2 separate regions of the Mus musculus genome follow, and region 1 is linked to region 2. Evidence: chromatin contacts called from public HiChIP or PLAC-seq data. All regions are on one chromosome and are shown on one strand. Each heading gives the region's core, a stretch centred on a gene start, on an enhancer-like site or on the middle of the called end of the contact. The rest is flanking DNA. Distances are from core to core; before and after follow the strand shown. Region 1 holds the start of Zfp974 (zinc finger protein 974). Region 2 holds the start of Selenov (selenoprotein V).

What was found. HiChIP or PLAC-seq counts read pairs in DNA pulled down with a chosen protein or histone mark.
Region 1: a contact with region 2 is called in an H3K27ac HiChIP or PLAC-seq map of embryonic stem cells, with 2.6 times the contacts expected there. The contact joins the promoter of Zfp974 here to the promoter of Selenov in region 2. A contact is called at or near these places in 2 of 39 promoter capture datasets (the 3T3-L1 cell line and hippocampal neurons) and 1 of 115 datasets of contacts at active chromatin or transcription factors (embryonic stem cells).

The regions. Positions count from the first base shown.
Region 1 is chr7:27,928,190-27,930,927 of GRCm38.p6, forward strand. It overlaps Zfp974 (zinc finger protein 974), which reads right to left and starts at 1,269. Exons shown (of 5, transcript NM_001374027.1): 1 at 1,106-1,269. Gm26891 (a long non-coding RNA gene) reads left to right here. Exons shown (of 2, transcript XR_881914.3): 2 at 158-285.
Region 2 is chr7:28,289,810-28,292,509 of GRCm38.p6, forward strand. Selenov (selenoprotein V) reads right to left here and starts at 1,377. Exons shown (of 6, transcript NM_175033.4): 1 at 514-1,377. The coding sequence starts at 1,268.

The DNA.
Region 1 (2,738 bases), core at 19-2,518, 360 kb before region 2:
TTTCTCAACCTCCGCAGGGCTGACACAACTGTCCTGCCTTGGGCTCTGTGAGGACCACCTTGTGCTCTGTAAAATTATCACACTGAACACAATACAAATTTTAAAATTCTGCTCTTCATTATTACCTTCATTTCGTTTTCTCCTTGTTTTGAAACAGGTTCTCATTTTGTAGCACACCCCTCCTGGAACTTGCTATGTGGATCAAACTGATCCTTAATTTACAATGATCCTCCTGCTTCTGCCTCCCAAAATGCTGAGATTAAAATGTACACTGTACAGACTAGAGCTTATGAGTCATTTCCTTAAATATACAACCAGTATTTGCATTCTTTCTAACACTCCCTTGTCCTGCCATACCCTGCAGACAATGAACCCAAGATGAGCACTGTCTATAATGTGGGGAAAGGAAGTGATTTAGGGAGAAAAAGTCAAGGGTAATTGAAATGGTCATGTGAACACCAGGACCTAAGGGCAGGGACAACGTAAGGGCCACAGCGGTGGAGGTATGAATGTGTACGTTCACCTACCTGCATTTACTGACAATTCCATATTATAAAATTGAAAACTCATTTCTCAAACAGAAAAGAAGAGTACACTCATCCTTGACTCTTAGATGGGCAGCAATAATGATCCCATCCTTCTCAAGCCCTCCTTTTGACTGATGGCCTTCGCGGGGAGCCTGCGCAAGGATGAGATCCCCATCATGCTCTGGCAGCATCCGCACTGAGCACTTTCCTTCAGTTCCCTCAACACTCACACAGCTAGGGCTCTGAGAAAGTCATGGAATTCAACAAGTAACCACCCTCCTAGGTCACCCTCGGTGGCACTTTCAGCCCCAAATGCTCCTCCCAAGCTCAAGTCTGTACCTAGCCTGACCTCTCCTTACTGAAACTTAGTCCTCTGCTTTGGTTCCTGTGGTCGCGAGGGAAAGTTGGAGCAGAAAGCGACGCGCACAGAGCCCCAGATAATGCAGAGAGATCAAGGTGTGGACACACACACACACACACACTATCACATCAACAAACAGCGACCCTATACGACCGTCCGCACACGCCCACTCCCAGCCGGCTGCCTCAGGCCTTACTCCATGGAGACCGAAGCCAACCTGAAATTTCTTCCGCCGACCACAAAGATCGGACCTTCCGCATTAGCGGCACCAGAACACCAAAAGCCTATGCGCTAGTTTCGGCGTGGTGACCCTAAAAAATGCAGTTATCACCAGCAAAGCCCCCGTGAAGCCCGGCTCTTGGGGGCGGGGATGCCAGATCTGCGAGCGGAGCCCAGTGGTTTGTGGGAGTTCCCACGGGGGTGCGCGCTTAAAGGGGAGGCGCCCTCCTTTGAGTAAAAGTTACTTCCGGTTCTGCGGGGAACTGATTTTCTCGCCCTTAAAAAGGCAGGGATGCTCTAGATAGAAAATGTGACTGAGGACCACATGCTATGCAACAACCGTACTGTGTCTGTTAGACAGGCTAGACGATCCTCATAATAAAACTAGTCGCATTGAAAGTACTGTAATCGGTCTAAAAGCTAAAGTACAGGTTTGTCACATTAGATTTGAAAAGAGGTCAGACCCAGCTATCTGTTAACTTCAGAAAATATGTTAAAGATAAATACTCTAGCAGATTCAAAGTGACCATCTTTACATAATCAAAAGAAAACTCAAGTCGATTATAAAATGGAGGCAGATTTGGGGGCAAAGAACATTGCCAGTGATAATAAAGAGGCCAAGACATCAAGTGATAGTAAACATGGCTGGGCGTGGTAGCAATGGCTTTTATCCCAGCGATGGGGAGGTACAGCCAGCTGCATGTCTGTGAGAAGAGACCACCGAGGACTACCCAGTGAAACCCTGTCTAAGAACTAAAATACACTCAGATTATGGTGGCACATGCCTTTTACTCTTTTTGTGTCTGAGTTACCTCACTCAGGATATTTTCTAGTTGCACCCATTTGCCTGCAAAACTCATGATGTCCTCATTCTTAATAGCTAAATACTATCCCATTATGTAAATGACCCACATTTTCTGTATCCATTTTTCCATTGGGGGACATCTGGGTTGTTTCCAGCTTCTGGCTTTCACAGATAAGACCTCTATGAACACAGTGGATTTGTGGTATGGTGGGGCATCTTTTGGGTATATTCCAAGAGTGGTATAGCTGGGTCTTTGTGGTTGATCTATTTCCAAACTTCTGAGGATCCTCGAGATTGATTTCCAGAGTAGTTGTATCAGTTGGCAATCCCACCAACAATGTCTTAGAGCTCAGGCTCTAAGATCCAGAATTGATAAATGGGACCTCATAAAACTGGAAAGCTTCTGTAAGGCAAAGGACGTAGTCAGGACAAATCAGCAACCTATAGAGTGGGACAAAACTTCACTAACCCCACATCCTATAGAGGGTTAATATCCAAAATATATAAAGAACTCAAGAAGCTAAGCTTCAAAAATCCAAACAACCCAACCACAAAATAAGGTATAGAGCTAAACAGAGAATTCACAACAGAGGAATCCCAAATGATGGAGAAGCACTTAAAGAAATGTTCAAAGTCCTTAGTGATCAGGGAAATGCAAATCAAAATGACCTGAGATTCTACCTTACAACAATCAGAATGGCTAAGACAAAAAACTCCGGTGACAGCACTTGTTTCTACTGCACTTTTGAAACTTAAAGACTGTATCTATTTTTAAGATATCCCATAGGCTAATACTAGACCAGGAGTCCCCAGCTATATCTAGGTG
Region 2 (2,700 bases), core at 127-2,626:
AATGTTGAATGGATGAAGGTGGATGAAGCTTCTCGCTTCTACCAATAGAATGAATGAATGTATGAATAAGAGTGAATGCATGCATGAAGTTAAGAGACAGGAATCAAGCAGCTAAACGAATGATTCTGACTGCCAGGTGGGAAACGCCCATCAATGAATGAATAAAAGCGAATGACAGCAGTCATGTTACTCATACAAACGTTTGAAGGAAGAGAGGCGTGAATAAAGCCTTAAGTCAATAAACATGCAAATGAGTGAGGAAAGATCAAAGACAGAAATCACAGGGGTTCGTGGGAGTGAATGAAAGAAGCCAGGGTGGGAAACCGATCTCAAAGGGACAGACAAGTGGTGGTCAGAACTCTGTGGATCTGCCTCCCTACCTAGCGCGCCCACCTGGGCCTGCACACACACACACACACACACACACACACACACACACACACACACACGCCCAGAGCTCCAGCATCTGCCGGCTCGGCTCCCGTTCTTTCGCGGGTAGGGGGAGCCCCTCACCAGTACATCACACGGATCAAGATTCTGTTGGGCGTTGGGACGTCCTCGCTGGTGGATGGGATCTCCTTAGTGGAACCGAAGCTGGGTGCTGGGGAAATCGTGGAGAGCTTACCCAGACCAGGGGTTTCCTTCAGCGGGGAGGCCAAGAACTCTAGTGTAGGGTTGGGGCCCGGAATGGGGCCCAATGTACTGGAGGCCATGGCAGTAGAAGCCAAGGAGTCTATGGGAGAGGCGGTGTCCGGTATGGAGCCTTGTGTCTTGGAGGACGAGGGAGTGAGCACTGGAAGGGGCCCCTGGATGGCCTCCGCTAGGCTGTGGATCGAGGGTTTCTGATTTTGAGCGAGTGTGGGATCCTTCAAGAGAGCGCTAGCAGCCCTGGAAGAAAGGGGCTGTGCCGTGGGCGAGGCCAAGCTCGGGAAGAACCTGCCTGGAGAGATCTTAGGAAAGACCCGACCTAGATTCGGGGCCCGGACTGGTGCTGGAGTCCGCACCGGTGCTGCATGCCGGACTGGAGCTGGAGTTGGGGCTGGGGTTAGGGTTGGGGCAGGGACTGGGGCTGGAGTTGGGAACCGGATTGGAACAGGGTTAGGGACTTGGGCAGGAGCCCGGACCCGGATGGAAGTTCGGACTGGAGTCGAGTTGTGCGCTGGGTTCGGGGCCCTGACTGGGGTCGCGGTTCGGATGGGAGCGGGTGTCCGGGCCGGGGTGTTTGCCCGGACTGAGGAGGGAGCGGGGACCCGCGCCTTGTTATTCATGGGGACCAGGTGAGACCCGGGTACCCCAGGCTAAGCGTCCCGCCTCGCCCTGCTTCCTTGAGCGAGGAGAGCTTTCGCACCCGAGGATTCTAAAAACCGAAGCAACCACGAGCAGGCACTGTTACACCGGGTTCCAGTCAGGCGGAGATTCCAAGCTCTGCGCCAGGGAGGCGCTGCTGTCTTCAGATCTCACCGAATAGACACCGCCCCTGTCCCTATCCCCACCCAGCAGGAGCCAACTCTGCCTAGAGCTTCCCATTGCCACCCTGACACTCATGCGTTTAGCTGGTTGAGTTCATTAAGCGCCCTCCTAGCGCTGGGGATTCCGGGGACAATGCATCTCTGCCCTCCTTGCTTCCTGCCCATGATAGGAGGTCACACCCAGTATGAGAGTGACAGCCTAAAACCGTCAGTGCAGTGGAGAATACCAGCACCCATATAATTCAGAAAGGAGGCACCTCTCTGCAGGATACGAGGTCCGGAGAAAAATAGCGACAACCCACACAAATAATCCAATTTACTCCCGGGGAGTGGTCAAAGTGAGACTCTGTCTTCTTCATGCTGTATCCCCAGCTCCTAGAACAAGACCTGGATCAACCAATCCTGTGGAACCCGAGTTAGGGAGATAAAGTGGAAGCTGGCACCAGGAAAGGGGACAAGTTTGAGAAGTGGAGTATAGGCAAAAGGCAGAGGTGACAAGGATTGGAGCCAGGGACAGTGACCATGTAAGGCCGACTAGACTTCATTCTGAGGCTCACAGAAGGATGACTTAACAGGGGTTGTGGCTCAGTTAATAGAGTTTTCATAGCATTCACAAAGCCCTGGGTCCAAGTCCCCCGTGCCACACAAACCAGTTATGTTGACTCAGGATTGTAGCTCCAGCACTCAGGAGGCAAGTGGATCAAAAGTTTAAAATCACTCTCAAGTAAAAAAAAAAAAACAAAAACAAAACAAAAAAAAAAAAACAAAACCAACCAACACCCCCCCCCCCAAAAAAAAACCCTCAGGATGCACATAACCCTGTTGATGTCTCAAGAGATGTCAGCCTCTGCCTGTGGCTTTGGGGCAGTATTTCTAAGCCAGGGAATATCCTTCTGGAAGGGGGGTGGGGCATACATAGACCAGCCAATCCACAATAACGTGGATAGTGATGACAGCCTGGGGCCACATTGTGTCAGTTCTGCCCCAGGAGGGCTATTAACTTTATCTGCCTGACCAAGACCTCATGAAGACTCTAGGCCCCAGAATGCAATGTACATTTCGTGACCATTAACGTGCTGTGTTGCCAGACGTCAGTGCAGTGGGTGCTTCCACAGGAAGAACACACAGATGTTTGGACTAGGAATTGACCTGGACCCTGGCACATCCCCTTCTCTAGTTGGCTGGGTTTTAAACGTATTTTTTGTTTTGTTTTGCTTTCTGTTATCTTTGA